Linked DNA regions of Mus musculus: regions 2, 3, 4, 5 and 6 are each linked to region 1. The links are chromatin contacts, called in public HiChIP or PLAC-seq, capture Hi-C and promoter capture Hi-C maps. All regions are on one chromosome and are shown on one strand. The core of a region is the stretch at or near the end of the contact, and the rest is flanking DNA. Distances in the headings are between cores, read along the strand shown.

Evidence for each region. Promoter capture Hi-C pulls out the DNA fragments that hold promoters and counts their contacts. HiChIP or PLAC-seq counts read pairs in DNA pulled down with a chosen protein or histone mark. Capture Hi-C pulls out chosen DNA fragments and counts their contacts.
Region 2: a contact with region 1 is called in a promoter capture Hi-C map of erythroid cells, with 9 times the contacts expected there. The contact joins the promoter of Msh5 here to the promoter of Cchcr1 in region 1. A contact is called at or near these places in 1 of 39 promoter capture datasets (erythroid cells) and 1 of 9 other capture datasets (liver).
Region 3: a contact with region 1 is called in an HNF4G HiChIP or PLAC-seq map of pancreatic cancer cells. The contact joins the promoter of Gnl1 here to the promoter of Cchcr1 in region 1. A contact is called at or near these places in 3 of 39 promoter capture datasets (cranial neural crest, neural stem cells and pre-B cells), 2 of 115 datasets of contacts at active chromatin or transcription factors (memory CD8 T cells and pancreatic cancer cells) and 1 of 9 other capture datasets (adipose tissue).
Region 4: a promoter capture Hi-C map of pancreatic islet shows a contact between it and region 1. The contact joins the promoter of 2310061I04Rik here to the promoter of Cchcr1 in region 1. A contact is called at or near these places in 4 of 39 promoter capture datasets (cranial neural crest, embryonic stem cells, liver and 1 more), 1 of 484 Hi-C or Micro-C datasets (CD4 T cells), 3 of 115 datasets of contacts at active chromatin or transcription factors (embryonic stem cells and pancreatic cancer cells) and 3 of 9 other capture datasets (adipose tissue, liver and pancreatic islet).
Region 5: a contact with region 1 is called in a capture Hi-C map of embryonic stem cells, with 2.7 times the contacts expected there. The contact joins the promoter of Ppp1r18 here to the promoter of Cchcr1 in region 1. A contact is called at or near these places in 8 of 39 promoter capture datasets (the 3T3-L1 cell line, the HPC-7 cell line, the SN4741 cell line and 4 more), 2 of 484 Hi-C or Micro-C datasets (embryonic stem cells and uterus), 4 of 115 datasets of contacts at active chromatin or transcription factors (embryonic stem cells, neural tube and pancreatic cancer cells) and 3 of 9 other capture datasets (adipose tissue, embryonic stem cells and liver).
Region 6: an HNF4G HiChIP or PLAC-seq map of pancreatic cancer cells shows a contact between it and region 1. The contact joins the enhancer-like site here to the promoter of Cchcr1 in region 1. A contact is called at or near these places in 9 of 39 promoter capture datasets (the C10 cell line, the HPC-7 cell line, cranial neural crest and 5 more), 5 of 484 Hi-C or Micro-C datasets (the G1E-ER4 cell line, embryonic stem cells and olfactory sensory neurons), 5 of 115 datasets of contacts at active chromatin or transcription factors (effector CD8 T cells, embryonic stem cells and pancreatic cancer cells) and 2 of 9 other capture datasets (liver and pancreatic islet).

The regions. Positions count from the first base shown.
Region 1 is chr17:35,515,753-35,519,249 of GRCm38.p6, reverse strand. It overlaps Cchcr1 (coiled-coil alpha-helical rod protein 1), which reads right to left and starts at 1,997. Exons shown (of 18, transcript NM_001372297.1): 1 at 1,311-1,997; 2 at 967-1,033; 3 at 658-871. The coding sequence starts at 1,508. Tcf19 (transcription factor 19) reads left to right here and starts at 2,426. Exons shown (of 4, transcript NM_001163764.1): 1 at 2,426-2,491; 2 at 2,820-3,372. The coding sequence starts at 3,135.
Region 2 is chr17:35,045,018-35,048,514 of GRCm38.p6, reverse strand. It overlaps Msh5 (mutS homolog 5), which reads left to right and starts at 1,770. Exons shown (of 25, transcript NM_001146215.2): 1 at 1,770-1,815; 2 at 2,128-2,284; 3 at 2,462-2,585; 4 at 3,141-3,221; 5 at 3,339-3,401. The coding sequence starts at 2,141.
Region 3 is chr17:35,978,363-35,981,859 of GRCm38.p6, reverse strand. It overlaps Gnl1 (guanine nucleotide binding protein-like 1), which reads right to left and starts at 1,905. Exons shown (of 12, transcript NM_008136.2): 1 at 1,613-1,905; 2 at 1,078-1,243; 3 at 662-798; 4 at 402-553; 5 at 231-302. The coding sequence starts at 1,685. Prr3 (proline-rich polypeptide 3) reads left to right here and starts at 2,565. Exons shown (of 4, transcript NM_145487.4): 1 at 2,565-2,733; 2 at 3,417-3,479. The coding sequence starts at 2,622.
Region 4 is chr17:35,895,469-35,898,965 of GRCm38.p6, reverse strand. 2310061I04Rik (RIKEN cDNA 2310061I04 gene) reads left to right here and starts at 1,588. Exons shown (of 6, transcript NM_001033630.1): 1 at 1,588-1,775; 2 at 2,894-3,295. The coding sequence starts at 1,704. It overlaps Atat1 (alpha tubulin acetyltransferase 1), which reads left to right. Exons shown (of 13, transcript NM_001142744.1): 11 at 499-578; 12 at 667-709; 13 at 1,051-1,371. The coding sequence ends at 1,225.
Region 5 is chr17:35,864,879-35,868,375 of GRCm38.p6, reverse strand. It overlaps Ppp1r18 (protein phosphatase 1, regulatory subunit 18), which reads right to left and starts at 1,761. Exons shown (of 3, transcript NM_175242.1): 1 at 1-1,761. The coding sequence starts at 1,141. Nrm (nurim (nuclear envelope membrane protein)) reads right to left here. Exons shown (of 4, transcript NM_134122.2): 4 at 2,976-3,497.
Region 6 is chr17:35,811,532-35,815,028 of GRCm38.p6, reverse strand. No RefSeq gene overlaps it. Among named protein-coding and RNA genes, the nearest start is that of Ier3, 8.4 kb to the left of the region's middle. Within about 2 kb of position 1,663, at least 276 of the 459 cell types and tissues checked have an H3K27ac peak or open chromatin away from gene starts, as enhancers often do. A contact at or near this core is called in the G1E-ER4 cell line, the HPC-7 cell line, effector CD8 T cells and 5 more, where this site is marked.

The sequences.
Region 1 (3,497 bases), core at 748-3,247:
CTCTTCCGGTGTGTATAGGAGTACAATGTACTCCTATAAATAAAACTAAATAAACCTTAAAAAAAATTTTTTTTAATAGTCTTAAAACACACATTGACACCAGGCGTGGTGGCGCACACCTTTAATCCCAGTACTCGGGAGGCAGAGGCAGGCAGATTTCTGAGTTCGAGACCAGCCTGGTCTACAGAGCGAGTTCCAGGACAGCCAGGGTTATACAGAGACACCATGTCTTGAAAAAACAAACAAACAAAAAACCAACAAAAAACAAAAAAAAAAAAACAAATAAAACCACATTCACAGAGCATAGCCAGCTCCAGTTGCACATTCCTGTAAAGGCCTGCTTAACTACTCCAAAAGGAGCCAGTATGCCTCTGGAGAACTGGGTCAGCATGTCTAAGCTGCACGTCATTTTGCTTTAAAACAGCTTTTGCAGAACTTATCCCCTCCCTTAAGACATTTACATTCCTTATGTAATGAGAATTTAAGTCCAAACATCTATTCTCACTAACCCCAACGCATGTGGTCTATGCGTCGTAGGGGCCAACAATGGCCTATAGAAAAACCACACAAGTTATAGAACCAGGGGCTGAAATGAAGGCATGCGTGTATGAAGGACCATGTGTCAGTCTGAGGAAGAGGTGATTGGCAGATCCCTACCTGCCTCTCCGCCCTAGCCCCTGCCCATCTCCACAGAAATCCTGTCCCCACGTGGTCACTGTCGACCTCTGAGCATCTAGCCGTCTCTCTAAGACATCTTGGCTGGCCGGAGATTGGACCAAGGGAACGTCTGAAGCCCAGGTCGGGGCCATTCTTGGCAGAGTTGGAAGGGGCCGAGCTTGGAAGTGGGAGGGAGGAACCAGCCCAGCAAAACCTGAGGGGGTCACAAGAATAAAGACTGTCAGATTCTGAGAGAGGGGGAGAGGGAAGAGGGAGATGATCCTGGTCTCCTTGACTAGCCTCACTGACCTGACGGTGGCAACATCTTCCTGTTATATGAATCCTGTAGCTCTTGTCTCCAGTCACCTATGTTCCCCTGGACAATAGGAGAAACAAGGATACTTCAATTCAATTTTTCAGGCCACCTTCCAAAGAAAAAGCCCTATAAAAACAAAGTCATAATCCTTAAGTTACTGACAGGTCTATCGGGCTGTACGCTTCTCTTTTCCTACTTCCCTAAGGCACACGGTAACCAAACCACTTGCTTGTCCCAACTACGCTCCTGATAGAATGAACCAGGCAACAACCCTAAGGTAAATTTACTGAGACGAGGCTTCCTTCTACTTACAGGAATGTGGGTGGTGTGCCTTTACCTTCCTCCTTAAGTGTCTACGGTCCCTGCAGCTCAGGACTCTCTGGACACAGTATAAGGAGCCCACTCTCCACAGTCCTTGCCATGGAATGGTAGGGCCGTTGGGAAGCCCATCTAGGCACCATCGAGCCAGGATTTCTGAGTCATTTCCTATTAAAGAGTTAGCCCAAGGCCTGGTCCGGGAAGAATGAGGCCACATGTGGGGTTAAGCGTCTTCCCTAGGATCCCTGAGGAATCGGAGCAGCCGGGAGCCCGTTGCTGGGAAGCCAGCTTCCTGGCAACTCATCTGGGCCTCTCTGTAACGGGCCTCAGTTGCTCTCTATCCCCTCGGCTTCCATTCCCGATGCATCTCTCTTCGGAGTCCTACAGCATCTTCTTTCCCCCACTTCCATCAGAATTCAAGTTTTTGGGTTTTTTTTTTTTTCACTCAACCCCCGCGATTCCTACCCGTTTCTCTTCCTAGACCTAGTATGAGTCTTTTTCGATGGAATTATCTTGGTCGCTCCCTGTCCTGTCTCCCCCACTTCTCTCCCGCACACACCCCGGGCTAATCCCCGTCAGGACCCTGAACTCTGAGGCTGTCTTGACCTCCTCATCTATCCTTTGACCCAGCTCCTGCACCCCTCTTGCCCTGTGGATCCCCTCCGCCCCCCTTGCGCCCCCTCTCAGACTCTTCCCGCCCCCAACTGACTCTCCCCGAACGCCCCTTACCCAGCGCGAGATCCGCCCTCTTGCCACGCCCCTTACACCTAGCACCCAGTCTAGACGCCACACCCAGATCACGCATGCGCGGGGCGGCGGGCTGCTCTACAGCTCCATTTCTCCCTACCGGAAATAGGAAGAAGAAAGGTGCAAGCAGGCACCCTGACGCCCCAAACTTTCTCCGCGCCCTGACGGCCCCTCCTCTCCCCGGGAACCCGGGAAAACGTGCCGGCCAATCAGAAGTGGCGGAGAGCGGGAGATGAGCAACTCCCCCCTGCGCATCGGCCAATAGAGCAAATGGGTGCAACTCAGATGGCCAATCAGAAGCAGCCGGCGGGGGGGCGGGCTCGCGGGCGCGAAGTCGGACCCGGGAATTCCGAAGGAGGAGTCTGCGCAGCGCGCGCGCGCGCCTTCACCCAAGCCCCGCCTTCGGGGCGGCTTCCTTGGCTGTCAAACCTCGGCGGGAGCGCGGGACGCAGGGTACGGAATCCCTTCCTCAGTTTACCCCGCGAGCGAAAAAAAGAAAGGGTGAGATCCACTTTGTTACAGAATTAGGGACCCGTCTGCGCCGCCCTTTGCGGGTGACAGTGGATTCACTTCCCTTAGGGGAACTGATCCGAAGAGCGGGGGTGGGGGGGAAAGATGGAAGGGGTGCGCTACTTGGATTAGAAAGTTTAACCATAAATTCCCTGACTCCAGGTTACACTTAGGGAGAAGACCCGTGTCACACGCACGTTTGTGTACCAGGGCCCCTTCACCCCCTCTGCCTGTTCCCAGTTGCGGTTTAAACTAGCTTTGCCTTGCACAGATTGTCGGAGGCTCCCGGATGTTGAGCCGCCTGAGGATCCGGCTTCACTGAGGTGCCACAAGACGTCTTCCTGGTTTTGCATCGCATCAGGACTTTACTGGAATTGCTTTTTAAACCTCATCTTGACAGCCTCTGTCTTGGTGCATATCCAGGCCTCTGGCGCTCTGAATCTGCACTGCTTAAGTTGGCATTAGGCACAATACTTAGCTGTTGACATCAGAGAGAACTGAATTGAAGCCCACGGTGCATGACCCAGGAGTAGGAGAGGGAATGGACTTCTGAGGTGGGCAAAGTGGTGCAGAGGGGGCACCCCCCATGCTGCCCTGTTTCCAGCTGCTGCGTATAGGGGGCGGCAGGGGCGGTGACCTCTACACCTTCCACCCCCCGTCCAAGTCTGGCTGCACCTATCGATTGGGCTGCAGGGCCGACCTGTGTGATGTGGCCCTGCGGCCCCAGCAGGAGCCCGGCCTCATCTCTGGAGTCCATGCGGAATTGCATGCTGAACTCCAAGGGGACGACTGGAGGGTCAGCCTGGAGGATCACAGCAGCCAAGGTAAGCAATGAGCAGAAGAGCCCCAGACAGGCATGAGTAAGAGGAGCCTCTGGGACCCTGCTACCTGCCTCCCAGAGTCCTAGTCTGGTGAGCAGTCTTGGTTCCGTCTTGTCTGCTCACACTTC
Region 2 (3,497 bases), core at 521-3,020, 470 kb after region 1:
GGGGGCTGGCTTATCTCTCTCCTCCCCAGGAAGGCAGAATATACTTGGTGTTTGGGCTTTTGAACTACAGCGTTGCAGACAGTTGTAGACTGACTCATGCGTGAGCCCCAGCTGAGTCCTAAGAATGTTCCCTCTATGCTGACCCTTGAGATCTGCACCAGAGCCTCTTCCCACTGATAAGAGAGATGGCTTCCATGAAGCCTTATTTCCCAGACACCTCCTTTTTTCCCTCTGGTCAGCAAGTGGCCAGCGGGCAATCTGCTCACAGTTAGATCGCTGGGAGAAACTTTAGATTCAAACAGGTTTGGCTGCCTCTCTTGGCTGTCTTTATGGCCGCAGCTGCTCTGATCATCACTATTGACTGTGGCTGCCTGAATTGCTACGCACACACAAATGCGTTATCTTGCCTTTATTTTCCAGGCTGCTCTGTCCTGGGATCACCCAGCAGTGCTCCTGGATTTGAAGCCAGGACTGCATTAAAAAAAAAAAAAATGTAGACTGCCATCTTATCTCTGAGCTCCCACTTCTTCTTTCTCCAGCTCTTCTTTTCTTCTGCTGCCTTCTCTTCCTGGGTCTGATCCCTTCCTCTTCTTGGTAAACCAGTCCCTAATCTCTTCATACCCCAGAATGGAAGGTGTGTCCCTCTCTGCCACTCCCCAGAGCTGTCACCAATAACCTCTTCCAGGTTTCCATAACTCCATTGCTCAATAATTTGCCAAGAGTAACCATTAACCCAGCCCTTAGACCTGCTCCCCTTTGGAGATGATTTTTCCAGTCGCTGATCAGCAGAGCCAGGTCACCTCATGCCATTTCTGAACCTCAGGCAGGATCTTAGTTTAGTGTAGCTAGGACAGTTTTTAAAAAATTATGTGGTGTGTGAGTGTGAGTGTGAGTGTGTGTGTACAAGCAGCACAGGTATGGAGGACAGAGGACAATCTGGGTACAAAATTGAAGGTACTTTTACCTGCTAAGCCAGCACTGAAGTTTTTGTTTGTTTGTTTATTGTTTTGTAAAGTATGGTTTTTTTTCTTTCCCTCAGAAACTCCTTCCTTCTCCTTCTTTCCCATCCAGATGGATCATCAGTCAGAGATACCCTGTGTCCTTAGGGGTGAGAGGACTGTAGTATGGTTGTATGTGTTCTAATTAGGTCTACTTTCAGAATTTAGTGTCTTTCAGATACTTATACTTCCTCTTCAGGGGTTCCAAAATAATCAAGCCCCGTGTTGCTCCTGTGGTTGGTGATCATCTCCTGCAATCAGGAAACAGGCAAAGTAGGTCTGAAACAGGAGTTAGTTCTTACTTCCACTTATTTATTTAAAACACTCATGTAGCGCTTACTTTGTTTGCTGGGCACTGTTCTGAGTTTTTTATAAATATTAACTTAGTGGGTACAAATATTAACGGAGTTGTTGCTGTTGGCACAGGTTGAATTAATGTTGCTTCTCTCCACTCTTCAGGAAGGAGGAAGACTGCCTCTGGCCCTTTAAGGTCGGCCTCCGGGCTCTGGCCTTCTCCACCGTGGCCCAGACCCTTTTTCCAGGCGGGGACCTTAGTTTAGGGCGGGCTCCGCCCAACATCAATCAAAGCTCTGCGACACGGCTGCTTAGCAACGGCAGAGGGCGGGAATTTTGAACACTCTAGCACCGCCCCCAATGCAAACGGACCAATCGACATCTAGCGTCCTCACCGCCTTCCCGTTGGATGGCTAAGCAGACCCTTTCAGCCACTAAGGGGGCGGGGCGAGCGCGCGCGGCCCACGCCTACAGGCTGCAGGCTTGCGGCGGTTGGTCAGGGAGGTGGATCGTCGCGGCTGAGGTGACGGAAAAGGCGGGAAAGTGCTGCGAATTGGCGGCTCCAGTGGGGTGGGGGTGGGGGAGGGGGTGGGGGTGGGTCAGGAGAGCGCGCTGCGGCTGTAAGGGCGTGGGTGGCGGGAGAGACTTGACGTGACAGCGCGCTCCGTCAGAGCTTCCAAAGCACGGCTTCGAGTGACAGGAATGAGGGTGGGACAGTAGCTCGGAGCTGCTCCCAACCTAAAGGGGCAGCCCCCGCGCCTGTCCCCTGAAAGCCCGCGCACCAGCCGCCTGCTGAATGCTGCTTTTGGACCTCCTTCCCCTCCCATGTCCTCAGAGTCGCCGAGCCCATGGCTTTCAGAGCGACCCCAGGCCGGACGCCGCCGGGACCCGGACCCAGATCCGGAATCCCCTCAGCCAGCTTCCCCAGCCCTCAGCCCCCAATGGCGGGGCCTGGAGGTATCGAGGAAGAGGACGAGGAGGAGCCCGCCGAGGTGTCCGCGGAGTTGGGAGGGCTGGGAGAGGCTGAGCCGACCCCGTTTCACGTTGACTAAACTCCCCATGAGTGCCTATCTCCGAGATTTGGTTAAATGATTAATAATAAGGGATGACCAATCCATGCCCTTCCGAGGGATTCAGATATCGATCCCCTTTCCTTCCTCGCGGGACAGATCCATCTGTGCGTGCTGTGGAGCTCGGGATACCTGGGCATTGCTTACTATGACACTAGTGACTCCACTATCCACTTCATGCCAGATGCCCCAGACCACGAGAGCCTAAAGCTTCTCCAGAGAGGTGCGACAGAGCCCTGCATTCCTCTCCTCTGGGGTGGGACGTGTGTTCACTCATACATCCTCATGTAGTTTATAGTCACCTGATTTAGGAATTACTTATTCAACACAACTTTATTAGGTACCTACTGTATGTGAAATGCTACAGATTTTGTCCCTGGCAAACCATGATTTTAGTGATAGTTTCCAGGACACTCTTGTTCCTTCCCACCGTGCCTTTACTAAGTCTCCTCCACTGCGCTCCCAGTGTGCAGACCATCCCTTACAGACATAAAATAACTTTAGTTTGGTTTTGGTTTTTTTTTGAGACAGGGTCTCACTATGTACTATGTGGCTCTGGTTTATCCTGAAACCTATTGTGTAGATCAGGCAGATTTTGATTTCATGGAGATTCCCCTGCCTCCCAAGGGCTGGGGTCAAAGGCATGTGTCACCATGCCTGGCTAAGATGATAAATTCTTGAGGAGAACAGACAGTGGCAGGAAGAGAGCCACCACTTTCCTCTTAGTCACAGTGGAGATATCCTTCGACTCATCAGGCACCTTCCTTCTCTCTTCAAGTTCTGGATGAAATCAACCCCCAGTCTGTTGTCACAAGTGCCAAACAGGATGAGGCTATGACTCGATTTCTAGGGAAGCTTGGTAAGGATTGCATAGAGAAGGGGAAATGGAAATAGACTACTAAATCTTTGGCTGGGAGGGAGCATGGGACAATGACAGGCCTGAACTGTACAAGACTGTGGCCTCTTGCCTCCACAGCCTCCGAGGAGCACAGAGAGCCAAAGGGACCTGAAATCATACTTCTGCCAAGCGTGGATTTTGGTAGCTCCTTCCTTTTATGTTACCAGCCCCCATCCCAGGGCCTCTGTCCTTTCTCTGAAAGGAGCTCCTATTATCAGAAACCTTGCCTCATGTACT
Region 3 (3,497 bases), core at 656-3,155, 460 kb before region 1:
ACGCCTTTAATCCCAGCACTCGGGAGGCAGAGGCAGGTGGATCTCCTTGTAGATCCTGGAACTCACTTTTGTAGACCAGTATGGACAGCCAGGGCTATACAGAGAAACCCTGTCTTGAAAGCCAACCAAACAAACAAACAAAGATCTCTCTGCCTTCCAATTCCTGCCTCAGAACACTCTCATACTAGAATCATCCCCTTTCCCCCTTGCAAACCTTTCAAAGTCCTCACCGGATGTCGGATGTCAGTAATGAGCAGGACGATGTCAGACATCTCTAACACCCGCCACAGCTGCCTCCATGTCTGAAAAGATCAGAAGAGAGACTGTCTTCAGTTTGGCTGCTGCCTGAACCAGGACACTAAGATCACAGTATGTCGACTCAGTAAACACGCCACCATCACCTCCAGATTGTGCTCAAAGTAGCTGAGTTTCTCTGAAGTGTATGCCCCGTGTATCTTCCCAAGGTATTCCTGGAAGCTCCGCTCCTCCTGGCTCATTAGCTGTTCCTTGGACATCTCATAACTCCAAGGAGGCCGCCGGGGAAAGTCCAGGACTGGGAAACAAGGAAAGAGACCGGATAAGCATGAGGACTTTTTCTGGACCCCTTCTCTGGCCAGCAAGTTCCCCAGGCTGATGGCATACACAAGTAGCCCCCACTCACCTGAGCCAGGCTGATACACTTCCCGGATATCCAACTCTAACACTTCAGCACTGACCGGCTGCAACACTTGCTCTCTGGCCGCTCTCTTTCTCCTCTCCACCTCCTCCCGGCTGTCCCGTTCAAAATGCAGCCGGTATCTAAGGGGAAAGGGACCACACATCTAGTGGAGTCCTGTGACAAACAATCTCCTCTTCTGACCACAAAACTGCAAAGGTTCCTCTCCTGGTTGTTCAAGTCTCCTCTAAACAAACTCTTGACAGTCCCCATTGGAAGGCAAGAAAGATTGTGGCCCATCCAGGGAGAACCACCTTCCTTGGCTTCCAGCCTCACTAGTTCCACTTTCAATCCTTCATCGGAAGCTTTTCCTAAGGGTGAGGGCGGGGAAACTGCGGCCAGCGCCCTTCTCCTTGGCTTACCGGTTGGGGTCGTAGCCTCTGGGCCCCAGGCCCTGGGAAGGTTGCTGGTTGAGCCTGCGGATATGATGGGTCACGGATTCCCCATCCGACGTGTCCGTCTGCTCCTCCCGCCGCTCCCGGCTACCGCTGCGGCTGTTGGAACTGGAGCGCAGCCCATCTTGGAGCCCTGAGGGGAGGGGCCGGTGACGCCGGTGTAGACCGGTTCTTAGGGGACCTAAAGCCCCCCGAGCCGGTAGGACAAGCTCTTCTTCAGCCGACCCAACTTCTCCAGAGGCTCCATCTTCCCAACCGCGCGCCCCAACCCCGTCCCGGATGGGCCTGGAGGTCGTCACAGCGCCCTGTGGCAGCAGCAGCAGAAGCAGAAGCAGAGTTTCCCATCCCCCACCCTCCACCCCTCCCCGTCCCGCCGCTGCGGGAAACCCCCACCGTGGCAGCCCACGCGGGATCGCGAGAGCCCACCCACCCACCCCCCGCCCGCGGTGCCGCGGCACAGCCCTCCTCCAGAGCTGCGCAGCGGCCCCGCCCCCTCCCTGACCTCGCTTCCGCTCCCGCTTGTCCTGCAGCTGCTTCTTCTTCTGCTTCACGCTGAAGGGCTTCTTCCTCGGCATGGCCCCGGAGCCCCGGCCCGCCCTCCGCCGAGCTCCCCGCCGCCGCAACTGACTCCCCGGGGCAGCCCCCGCCGGCGGCCCGGGGCCCTGGGGAGGCGGGGCCGCGGTGACGTCAGCAGCGAGCGGCGGGGAGCGGGGAGCGGGGCGGCGGGGATGCAAGCGGCGGCACGTGAGAGTCCGCGGGTCCGGGATGCACGGTGCGGCGAGCGGGAGACGCGCGTGGGAGGCCCGAGCCGACTCCGTCACGGGCGCTACCAAGTGGCAGTCGCGGGAGGGGGGACGCGTGTCACCGCCGCCCGGCGCTCCCGGGAGCTGCCACTCACCTGGCGGGGGCCGGGCGACGGGGCGAGGACACGCCCCACCGCGCGGCCGCCTGGAGAGGATGGCCCCTGGCGGGAGAGCCGGGACTGCGCTGGCTGCCCGGTGGACTGGCTGCCCCGTGGACTGGCCTGCGGCAACAGGACTCGGTAAGGAGATTGCGGAAGAGGCAGGTTCACTGGCCACACGTGCGAGCGCGGGTGAGGAGGAAAAGCGAGCGGGACAAGGACTTTTGGAGAGAGGTCAGAGAGCACGGAGTTGTGGCTGTAGTTGTTGCCATGGTAACTGGGGCCCGGATGTGGCGACCTTAGGATGCGACAGGCCTCTCGCGTGCCGCCAGAGTCCCGAAGCCTGTCCGGTGTCTCACTGGAATGGGGTGGTGCTTTCCCACGTGGAGAGGAACTGCACAAGGGGGAGCAAAGCTTCCCCACGCGCGCGGCGGGGTGAGCGAGGCACCTTGTAGGAGCGAACGGCCGCGGCACATCCACGACCTCCCGGAAGTGGCATGGTGGGCGCCTCGGTCACCCGGCCCATCGCCCACCCGGAAGCGGAAGGAAAGCTAGTGTGCCCCTTCCTCACTGCCCTCCAAATCTTGCTGCAGCCATTGCCGCAGCCGCTATGCCGAAACGAAAGAAGCAGGACCAGCCGCCGCCGCTGCCGCAGCAGCAGCAACATCTCGCACTGTCTGAGCGGGACGAGCCTGGAGATGAGGAGGATGAGCGCCCCATGGGTGAGGGGCAGGGCGTGCACACGCCTGTCAGCCGGCCAGGGGGCTAGGATAGAATGAAATGCGGGGGAGGAGGTGCCAACGGAAGGAGGAAGGGCGCACGCGTGGAGGTGGGGTGGGACGTGGTGGGGGAGGGATGCTGGTGGAACCTGGATTGAGGGCTTCGCTTGCTTGAACCCTCAACCTCAATCTGGCTCCTAATCCTTTCTGGAGAAGGCAGGGGAGGTGGCGGCTCGGCTAAACATCTGGCTTGCGCAACCGCAGAATGGCGGGGGGAGAGGGGTGGCAGCGATGTTACAGATTGTGATGATCGGGAAGACAATTTGTGACCACACTTCCACTGGTTAGGTCAACCTTCTGTGAACTACTCCCCCGAGGGAAGGAGAGGAGAAAAAAACTATGATGGGCCAACAGTTAAGGTGAGGGATTGGGGTACGTGGAATCACTGGCATGTTGTGGATGCAGCACTGTGAGGAAAGAGCTGTTAGAGACCTCTGTTACCCTCTGATGGACTCTCAAACAACTCTGCAGAGGGACGGGCAGATGGACGGGGTGAGAGTTTGCGGCACTGCTGAGTGGATATATGACTTACCTGGTTAAAAACTGAGTGTTATAAGACCACGTAAGGACGAGGTGATCAGTCCTTTGCACCGTTCTGATGGCTGTTTTCTCACGTCTGCTCTTAGGACCACCCAGCCTTCTGGGCCCTCCCCCCATGGCTAACGGGAAGCCTGGTGATCCCAAGTCAGGTGAGGAGAAATTGGGCC
Region 4 (3,497 bases), core at 339-2,838, 380 kb before region 1:
TAAGTACACTGTAGCTGTCCTCAGACACACCAGAAGAGGGCATCAGATCTCATTACAGATGTTTGTGAGCCACCATGTGGTTGCTGGGATTTGAACTCAGGACCTTCAGAAGAGCAGTCGGTGCTCTTAACCGCTCGCTGAGCTATCTCGCCAGCCCCGAGTTCTTATATTTAAAAGAATCATTTTAAGGGAGTTCACACATTCAGGCACCATGGTTCAGCAAGCTCCTTCCTGCATGCCCAAGTGTTTTTGACATAATTAGATCACATCACACACCATCCCAGTTAGAGCAAAGCAACAGTGCAGGATGGTACAGGAAATCTTGAAGTATAAAATAAGCCCTCCCCTACCTTTGCTAGAAGTCTTAGACAAGAATCCTTTAGGGAGGTAGCTGCCCATCGTCTTTGTTCCCACGCTATCCCTCCTTTCTCCTCTGACCCCTCCATGCCACCTTTTCATCCTGAGCCTCTTCCCCTTCATCTCCCGTTTCTTCTACAGGGGGACTCCCTGGGGGCTGGTAGCCCAAAGCTGCCACTACAGCCGCCATGGGGGATTCAATACCTCATTCCTGGGTACAGGTAAGTAGCCACTTTTTCTTATTCTCCAACCAAATAGGTCACACACACATACGACTACAGTCTCCCTAGATGCCTGGTATTTCCACAGGCAACCAAGAACGGAAGCAGGGGGAACAGGAAGCGGAGGATAGGTGAGGTCTACACCTCCCCCTTAACAGCTGCCAGCACCTTCTGACACTGCCTAACACTACTCCTCCTGCTTCCTCCTAAGTCTGTGTGAACTGGATACCAGTTTCCCCCACACATCTTTCTACCTAACGTCGTATAAGCCTTCTTCCTTGTGGCTTGAATTCTGGTGTTTTTCCCCTCTGTCGTGCTCTGAGTACTTAAGTTTGGACACCGTGGTAACTGTCCCAGCCTTAAAACCCAACAGGTGTCTGTACATTACCCTGCACCCACAACCTTGAAGAATTGTCTCAGCGTAATTCCCCGTTAGCAGCTCTAACACACGCTTCATCTCCCTGCCCACCAGGTCGGCCAGTGAGGATCGGGTCTTGTTACTGGATGGGTCTGGGGAGGAGCCTACACAGACAGGTGCTCCAAGGGCCCAGGCGCCACCCCCCCAGTCCTGGACGGTGGGTGGGGACATAATGAACGCCAGGGTCATTCGAAACCTGCAGGAACGCCGCAGCACCAGGCCTTGGTAACCATGGCCAAAGCTTAGTCCTCAGTATGGATGCATTCATTCACTCATTCATTCAACAGGCCTGTCAGCCTCAGATCCTTTGTATCGTTATTTTTAACCAGAGCAATAAAAGTATTTATTTGTTATCACTATAGCTACCGACAAAAAGTGACTTGTCATTATTCAAATTCACATGCCCCTCAGTCTCTCTCCTGAAACTATATTCAGTCCTACCTCCCCTCATTTTGCTAGGCCTGACAAGAGGCTGCGCAGGCGCCCTGGGAGCGCCCCGGCCCGCTGTGCGCAAGCGCACTCCCGCGTAGCGGCGCCTGGGCTGCTGCGGGCCCGCTGTGCGCAGGCGCACGGTCTCTCCGTTTTCCTCCCTTAGCCCCGGCCCCCCCCTCCCTCCTTTCCCCTTCACGAAGCCGGCTCCGGGGCGCGCTGCCCGGCGAGGAGACGGAGACGGGACGCGGGAGGCGCCCGTTCACTCCCGGAACACCATGTACCGTCCGAGCCCGGGGGCCGCCCGGCGCCTCGGGCCCTGCCTCCGCGCCTACCAGGCGCGACCCCAGGTGAGGAGGGGCGGGCGGAGACCCTCCTCAGAGCCGGCCGAGGGGCGGGGCGCCGGGCCGCGCAGGCGCAGAGGCCCCCGCCGCCCCTGACCACCCGTGTGCTGCACGTGTGAGGGGCGCGGGGCCCGCTAGGGCCGGCGTTCCCGGTGAGGTCCGGGGAGCGGCTATCCCGGGTGGCCCCGGTCCCCGCCGTTCTTACCTGTGCCTGGAGGTGACTTGAAGGGCAGGGCAGAGAGGCCGGAACTGCGGGCCTGTGGTGCACCTGCAGAACGGTCCTGCCCGAAAGGCTGGCCGCTGCACCGGGTCGGGCTCCGGGGGACGGCGGGAGCACGGCCACGCCCCCGGCGACGGGGAAGGCTCCCAGAGGGCTCGGCCAGGCCCCATGGACCCCCTGCCCCTGGGGTTCCTGGGCGCCAAGGGACTTGGAATCAGGCTTGACCTCGGGTGACCTGCCATCCTTGCAGTAGCAGCGTTAGTGACCGAGTTCACCCTTCAGCAATCGGCCCGATTGTCATTTAATGGTGCAGAAAATGATAATATAGAATATATATGTAATATATAATGATAATAGCTTCCGTTTATGTACTACTTTATGGGTGACGAAGTTTATACATTCATCATCCTGTTATATAGGCCTCTCCTCTATTTACTGGAAACTGAGGTGCAGGCAGAGTGCCCAGAGGTTCCAACAGAGTCAACTCAGAACTATTCACACCTTCACTTGGATGTTCTTTGCCCTGCACAGCTCTATTTCAGAATCCTGATACATGTTATATATAGATCGCATCATTTCTCCCATGGAGCAGTAAACCAGGATAATGATGGAATCATAGGTGTTCTTTCTAAAGTTGGGGACGGTGGCCCTGGTGCTGTTGTCCTCCTGCGCTCTTTCCTCATGTCTCCCTTTCCTCTGGTAAACTCTCTTCTGCAGGTAGGACTTGAAGCTTCTGATCAGCCCAGCTGGGGTGGAGGAGCATGAGCTGATTTCTTGTTCCTTTGTTTGGTTTTGTTTTTTAAAACTAGGTCTGTGTAGCCCTGGCTGGCCTGGAATCCATGGTAGCCCCTACACCACCATGCTTAGATGTCTGATTTTTTTCTTTTTGTTCTCTTTTCCCTAGGACCAGCTCTCTCCTCGACCTCTACCATTCCCCCCGCTCTGGCCCCACTCCACTCCACCGACTTCTCCATCTTTTCCTCCTCACCGGTCACTACCACCCTCACATCCTCCTACCCACCATCTTCCCCAGGCTCCTCCACCACCTCTCTCTCAGGCCCAGGCTCTCAACTCATTGAGTATGGTTCTTCCTCCGAGAAAGAGGGAGAAGGGACCAGGACCGGAACTACACAGTGGTTGCCTGGATGGGCTTAGGAGCCTTTTTGAGGGACCGCCTTGCCCCTATCCTGGGGCTGTGATACCTTTCCAAGCCCCTGGACCTTCCCACTCTTCCCCCACCACTCCATCAGGAGATGAGAGTATGGAGGAACACCTGGCTGTCATGCATGAGAGACTAAGACAAGAGGTAAGCAGCCCATCTGTAGCAGGGAAATATGGAGACTAGTCAGTTAACTTGTCCTCGTTACTGTGCTGTGAAATGCCTTCTTGGGGAAAGGGTGTCCCTGTTTGAATTAAGGACCATTAAATTGAAAGTGCCGTTTCACTTGGGGCGGGGGTGGGGGAGGGTGAGTGGAAGTTAGAAGACCCTAAAGATAGATTACTGAGGA
Region 5 (3,497 bases), core at 512-3,011, 350 kb before region 1:
AGGGCCCAGAGCAGAGGTTCTGCTGGGCTCTCAGAGGCCTGCTCTGAGCCTCCGCCTCCTCCTTCTCAGCCTCCTCTTCAGCCTCCATACCAGAAGGTCCTGGGTGCTTCTCTGAAGATGCTGGAGGATCTGGCTTCTGAGTTTGTGTATCTATGTCCCAGGTCGTCCGTTCTCGAGCCTTCCCAGAGTTTAGGGTCCATTTCCAGCTTTCAGTGGGTCTCTGCTCAGCAGTCTCCACTTCGCTCGAGGTGATGTCTTGAACCTCCTTTGTCACCGGAACAATCCCTGAACTCAATTTCTCTTCCTCTCTCCCACACCCTTCCAAGTAGTCTTTCCTCTCTTCACCGGACTTCAGCCTCCACTCTGTGGCCTCCAGCTGTATCAAGCTCTGTTTCTGGGGTTCTCTTGAGTCAAGATTCCATTTATGGACATCTGTCGGGCTGGCCTTCTGGTCACCAGGCTCCCCAGGGCTCAGAATGCTTTCCAACACCTCCTTTCTCTTGGGACTGTCATCTCCAGAACCCGCTAATCTCAGACTCTCCTCTGGAGTTTCTCCAGGGCTCAGCCTCCATTTCTGAGCCTCTGCTGGTCTGGAACTCAGGTCTCTGGCCTCTGCTGGGCTCTGCCTCCAGTCTCGAAGAGACCTCGAACTTGACTCTTGGGCTCCCCCTATCACCAGCCTCCTATCTCTGGACTCCCGGGGACTTAGCCTCTCTTCTCTGGACTCTCTTCCCTTAGGACTCTGATCTCTTAAATTACCAGGACTTGATCTCCTTTCTAGAACCTCCAGAGGCCCAGCCTTCCTATCACCAAGCACCTCGTTTCTCTGCTGCTGCTGCTGTTGCTGCTGCCGCTGTCGCTCCTGTTGGATGAATCGATTCTGATGTACTGGTCCAATAGCCTCCAAAAGGACAGCAGATTCATCTGGGTCTGGAGGTCCAGCCTCAGCATTCCCAGGCACAGGGCTCCCCTCTCCAGGAGGCAGGCCCAACTTGGCTCTGCGTCGTTCCAGGATTCCCCTCTTCCAGGCTGGCATCTGGGACAAGCGATCCCGTTCTGCTTTCTCGCGGCCACGAACCGCTGCCTCCTCCTGCCTCCGCCGGGCTAGCAACTGTAGCTTCCAATCTGGGATAGCGGTCATGGTCACTGGAAGTGAAGGAGAGAGTATTGGGGGACAGGAACAGGAAGGGTAAGCTTCAGAGGAGCCCGGAGACTGAGAATGGGGGTTGGGGGAGGAAGTGATGCGGGAAGGGACGAAGAAGGGCAGGAGGGGACAGTGGAATTAAGAATGAAGATAGAGGAAGGCCGTGAAAGGAAGGACAGCAAAAGAGTCAGGAACTGAAAAACTGAAGAGAAAAGCTGGGTGCCAAGTTGGGGGTGGGGATAGTGGGAGAGGAAGAGTCGAGATTCCGGGCAGAGGCAGAGCTAGATTGGGGTTTGTGGGCACCAGACCGTCCCTAAGATATAAGAAAGGGGAGAGAGGAAAAGCAGGAGAGAGAGAGGAGCCGGAGGAGCCGGGGCTGAGAAGTGAGCGGATTCAGTCAAGACTGCCTCCCCCGGTACGCAGGGGGAGATAAACGGGAAGAACAGGGAACCAGACGGCGAAGGGCGAGGAGATCGGGCAGGAGGTGAGGAGGTGAGGACAGATGTAGAGGGCAGAGGTCCAGGGTAGAAGGGGAGACCGGGAAACAGGCAAGGGCGCCGGCGCCTCTTCGCACGGGGCCCCCGCAGCTCCCGGCTGCCTTCCCGGCTGCGCTCGGCCCCGCCCCTCAGTCCGGCCCCTACCCCACTGTCTTTCCCGCCCCCGAGGCGGGTCAGGGGAAATACCCTCCTTGGGGACTTTTGGTACCCGAGCAAGTGTGCAGCCCCGTACATTCCCAGAACCCTGGCGTCCAGCCGCGTTCAGTCCCTACAATCTCGCCGGCCTCCCCACCGGATACGCTCCAGAACTCGGGCGCGACGAGGACCCACATCACGCCTCTGCTGTCTTCCCCAACCAGGGAGCCGGCTCTCAGGGGACCTTGACCCAAAGGGTTGTGCACCAGAGGGAACTGAAGGGACAATCTATGCAAAAGGGGAGACACTCCAGGGAAGATCTGGAGCCAGGAGGCACTTCTCTTAAAGTGGGAGCCACATAGTCAACTTACACGCCTCGGGGTCCCTAGGAGGAGGTGCAGTGGAGTCAGGCGTCGGGAGAGAGGAAGAGGAGGAGAGAGGCGAAGGGAGATCCGGAGGGAGGGAGGGAAACAGAGGAGGAGGGAAGAGGGAGCCTAAGAGGAGGGACGGAGACGCAGACTGGGGGCCAGGCGGGGGCGGCGACCGCTTTGTCTACGGACAATGGGGCGAGGGAAGGGGGCGCAGGGAGGAGCCCGGCGAAGGGCGGGGCTTCGCTGCCCTCCTTCCCGCGTGGACTCTGGTGGGACTTCTCTCTTGCTGTGGCTATCCCCTCGCTCTCCGTTGTCTGTCTCCAGAGACCTTCACCCGCTTCCTTCCTTGCAGCCCCGAAGAAGCGGGGTGTCCAGACCCACTTCTCCAGCTGGCCGACCCGGGGCGGCGGCCCGTGACTCAGGCCCCCTGAGGGACATGGGGAGGAAGCGGCAGCTGCTTGGAGTCGGACCCGCCCTTCCCATCTCTCGCCGCTCCTCCCCACGCTTTTTCTTTCCCTAGCCAGTCTTTGTTACCGTGGCAGAGAAGGCGGCTGCCAGGCCCTGGGGTCTGAGGCAAAATGGCTTTGGGAGTTCGCTCTCCTCCCAGAGAGTTATTCTGTCTCCCGTGGGTTCCCTGATTTATACGCGGAGAAACTAATATTTGGAGGGAACAGGACTGGACGACTGAGAGATGGGGCGGGTCCATGGGGTGTGGCCCCAGCCTTGCGATCGTTTTAGAGTGCTCGGCTATCACCGCAAAAACTAGGTCTCATCTTCCTTCCCACAATTGGTTCTGCGGCTTGAGAGTCATGGACAGACAAGTGGATATCATATGTATAAAATTTTATTTTTTCTGCAGCGCATATCCTTTGGGAGAGCAGGGAGCCCTGAGTCAACCCGAGTTAAAATCGGGAGACGTCGCCTTAGGAGACCACACAGAGCTGTAGGGAAAGACCTAAGGAGAAACTAAGGCAGGAGTGGGGAGGAAGCACAGCCGCGGTACAAAAGAGCCACTACTTATAAACTTTCAGATAGGCCCTGACATAGCTCCCTGAGGTGGAAACATGGAAGGGAATCCCTGAGGTGCAGAGCCAATAACAGTGCCAGGGGAGTGAGTGCTCCCCAGTGTGAGCTGAGGTGCTCCCCTGTGTGAACTGACCCAGTGTGTGTGGAGGTCATGCTCTAAGAGAAAAGGAGACTCATGAGTTTTGTAACCATTCTTGGCTGGTGAGAGGCGGATCTTGAAGACCAGTGGAGGAAACTTTGAATAAGAATTCAGGATCAAGATTCAGGAACTGAGTTCTCCAGCAGGAGAGGGCACAGCCCCTTCAGGGCATGACTTCCAACCTC
Region 6 (3,497 bases), core at 414-2,913, 300 kb before region 1:
TCCTACTTCCTCTTTGGCCAATGCAAGTGAATTTTACACACTCACCCTTGCTCTTGGCTGACACACGGTTTAGCTGGAACAAATCTAGCCAGAGGCCTCCATTGATAGGAGTAGAACACGGAGGTATGTCTTAGGCAGTTAATCAATGACCCCTGAAGTCGATTGTTTAGCTTCCACCAGCTTCTGGCAATTTTCCTATGACGCAAAAGCAGGGCAAATGTGCCTGGAGCAGCTGGACAAGCTGCAGCAGTAACAGGTCTACCTGCCCTGTAATGCAGCTCGGTCTGGCTCAGCCCAGCTTTGTCCAGCTGCACCAACGCAGGCTTCCTAGACTAGATTTCAGGAAGCAGAGAATAGGGCTTCTCTTTGGCTTCGGTTTCCTTCTTGCCAGATTGTAATTCTATGAAGGCTGACTTGTTCATCTTGTAGGACGCTGTTTCCAATTTTCCAAGGTCTAGAACTTTTTTCATTTTTCTTTCTTTCTTTTTTTTTTTTTTTTTTTTTTTTTTTTGGTTTTTTGAGACAGGGTTTTTCTGTGTATCTGTGTAGCCCTGGCTGTCCTGGAACTCACTTTGTAGTCCAGGCTGGCCTCGAACTCAGAAATCCGCCTGCCTCTGCCTCCCAAGTGTTAGGATTAAAGGCACTGCCTGTTTTTTGTTTGTTTGTTTGTTTGTTTGTTTTAGATAATGTCTCTGGCTGTTGAGATGGCTCTTGTGGCAAAGATGCCTGCCATCAAGCCTAAAGAGCCTAAAATACCTTAAGCTCTATGCCCAGGATCCACACAGCAGGAGGAGAAGGCCAACTCCCACAAGCTGTCCTCTGATTTCCATTCACAGACTGTGGCATGAATGCCTACACACACACACACACACACACACACACACACACACACACACAGAGACAGAGAGACAGAGAGTGAGACAGAGAGACCTCTGTCTCTAGAGAGAGAGGCAGACTCATGAAACTCACCATGGCCTTGAACTCTCTAAGTAGCTGAGAAGGACCTTGAACTGCTGGGATTAGTCGCAATTTACTGGGTACTAGACACTGAACACAGGGCCTCTGTGTGCTAGGCAAGCACTCTACCTTGATCATATGGGAGTCGGCCTGCAGCTCCAGTCATTACTTCAGTGTTAGCAACTGGAGGGTATGACTGAACCGAGGACTTCCTGTATGCTAGACGAGCACTCTACCAACTGAACCACTGCCCACCCCACCCTTTTTACACAAGATCAAATCGGGGGAAAGGTAGAGTGGGTAAAGGTGTCTCTTTGTCATGCCTTTTGTGGTACCCTGTATTTACCGATGACTGATCTATACAGTTGAAGGCCTTAGATTACAGGCCCTCCGTTGGACTTGCACTTCTGAAGCCCCATGATTCAGAAGCGGGTTTTTTTATAGGTCCCCGAAAGTCTGCTGTGCCTCCCTCCCCCTCGAGAGCAGTACCACAGGGCCTTTTCTTTAAAGGTTGGGAGGGAATGTCCCCTCCCAGAGAAGCCTCTCAGCTAGAATGCTCAAGTTGAGGGCTGGCCAGATGCCATTAGGGATCGCGTGTTAGGACTGGCTTGATCTGCTGCCAAGGGTGAGCCCTGCGGTGGTATTCTGGGAAGAGGAGATGCCATGTGACTCAGAACCAAGTTAGGGAAAAAACAACCTCACTCAGTCCCTGGCACTCTGCCTCCCCAGTATGGCTTTGACATGACCTCATGAAAGAGGAAGCTGGACCGGGCAGACTAGAGCTTTGCTTTCCCTTCAGGTTTTGTCTCCACTGTCTCATAGATTCCCTAGAGTGTCTGGGCCTTAAGCTGCCGTCATTCTGGCTCCTAAGTAGTTCTGGCCCACTGCAGACATTCCCCCCGCATCAGACAATCAAGGAGTTAGAAATCCCACTCAGCACCGAAGGGAATGTGAGATGACACGTGTTTCTTCTCACCACTGAGCTCCTTCCCTGAATGGCTCTCATTTGGAGTTGCTCCTGTCTGCTGGAGATCGAGGATAGATCAAGTGCTACTGCCCCCCAGAATGTAGGAGTGGTTGTATAGCTACATTCCCCAGTTCAGAAAGCAGGGACTCCCACATTCCTGGGCAGCTGAGCCACCTTTGGAGCTGCTGCATCTCAGCTGAGACCAACCTATCTAATGCATTTGGTATTCAGAACCAAGGACTTTCAGGAAATGAGGGCGGTGCTGGGTCACAAAGAACCTTCCAAAAGCCAGGTGCCCCTGGTGCTAAAGTCTGGCACTTGGGACTTTCACCGGCACGGCCTGGGTTCAGTTCTTGAACTGATGAGGTGAGGTGAGGATGAAGATGTGGCTTAGTGGCTGGAGGGCTTGCTGAGTATGCTTGAGGCCTGAGGTCTGATCCCTCACAGCGGAAAAATAGACACTGTGGTGCAAACCTATAATCTCAGCCCTCTGGATGTGGAAGAGGATAAGGAGCATTAAGGCATTGAGGTTTGCTCTTTTGTTTGTACTGTCATGCTAAACGCTGGCCCCAAGGCCTGGTTGACCCTCAGGAACGTGAGGATCTCCAAGTAGACCCAAGTGATGCTGTGACCTTGCCCCCCAAGTTATCCCTGATGGGTGAATAAAGATGCCTACAGCTATAACCGTGCAAAGTCAAAGTAGGCAGGGCCTGGGGTTCCCCGGGCTGACCAAGCCAGTTCAGTCAGTCAACATGGTCTTGAGGGAGTGAGTGAGGATTAAAGACCAAAAAGGCAACACTAGAACATGACTCCAGCCAGGGCTGAAGGTGAAGTGGGTTTATTCTTTTCCAGACTGCTTTTATATCATTCTAGGTACATACAAAGCATATGGTCAGTCCTAAGGCATAAACAAAGGAGCCAGGGAACAAACAAGGCAGAAGAATGCATTAGATCCTCTGGAGTTACGGATGGTTATGAGCTATCATGTGGGTGCCCGGCCCTCCGGTAGGGCAACAAGAGCTCTTAATTGCTGAGTCATCTTTCTAGCCCTGATTTATTATTTTTAAATGTTTTTTTTCTGTGTATGAATGTTTTGCCTATAGACATGTAAGTGTACCTTGCACACACACACACACACACACACACATACACACACACACACACACACACACACAAACACACACACACACAAATATAACCTCCTGGTGCCCATGGAGGCTAGAAGAGGCTGTTGGATCCTCTGGAACTTGAGTTACAGATGGCTGTGGACCACCATATGGGTTCTGGGAATTGAACTCAGAACCTCTGCAAGGGCAAGCGGTGCTCATAACTGCTGAGCCATCTCTCCAGCCCCTTTTGTTATCATTTATTTTTATCTTATGTGTATATGAGCATGCCTGTATGTATACCATGTGCCTGATGCACAGAGGTCAGAGGAGGGTATTAGAGTCCCTGGAACTGAAGAGACAAGTGGTTGTGAGCAGACCTGGGACACTAGGAACCCAGCCCTGGCTCCTCTGCCAGAGCAGCAAGGGCTCTTACTCTCCAATGCTCTCTGCAGCATCTATTTTTA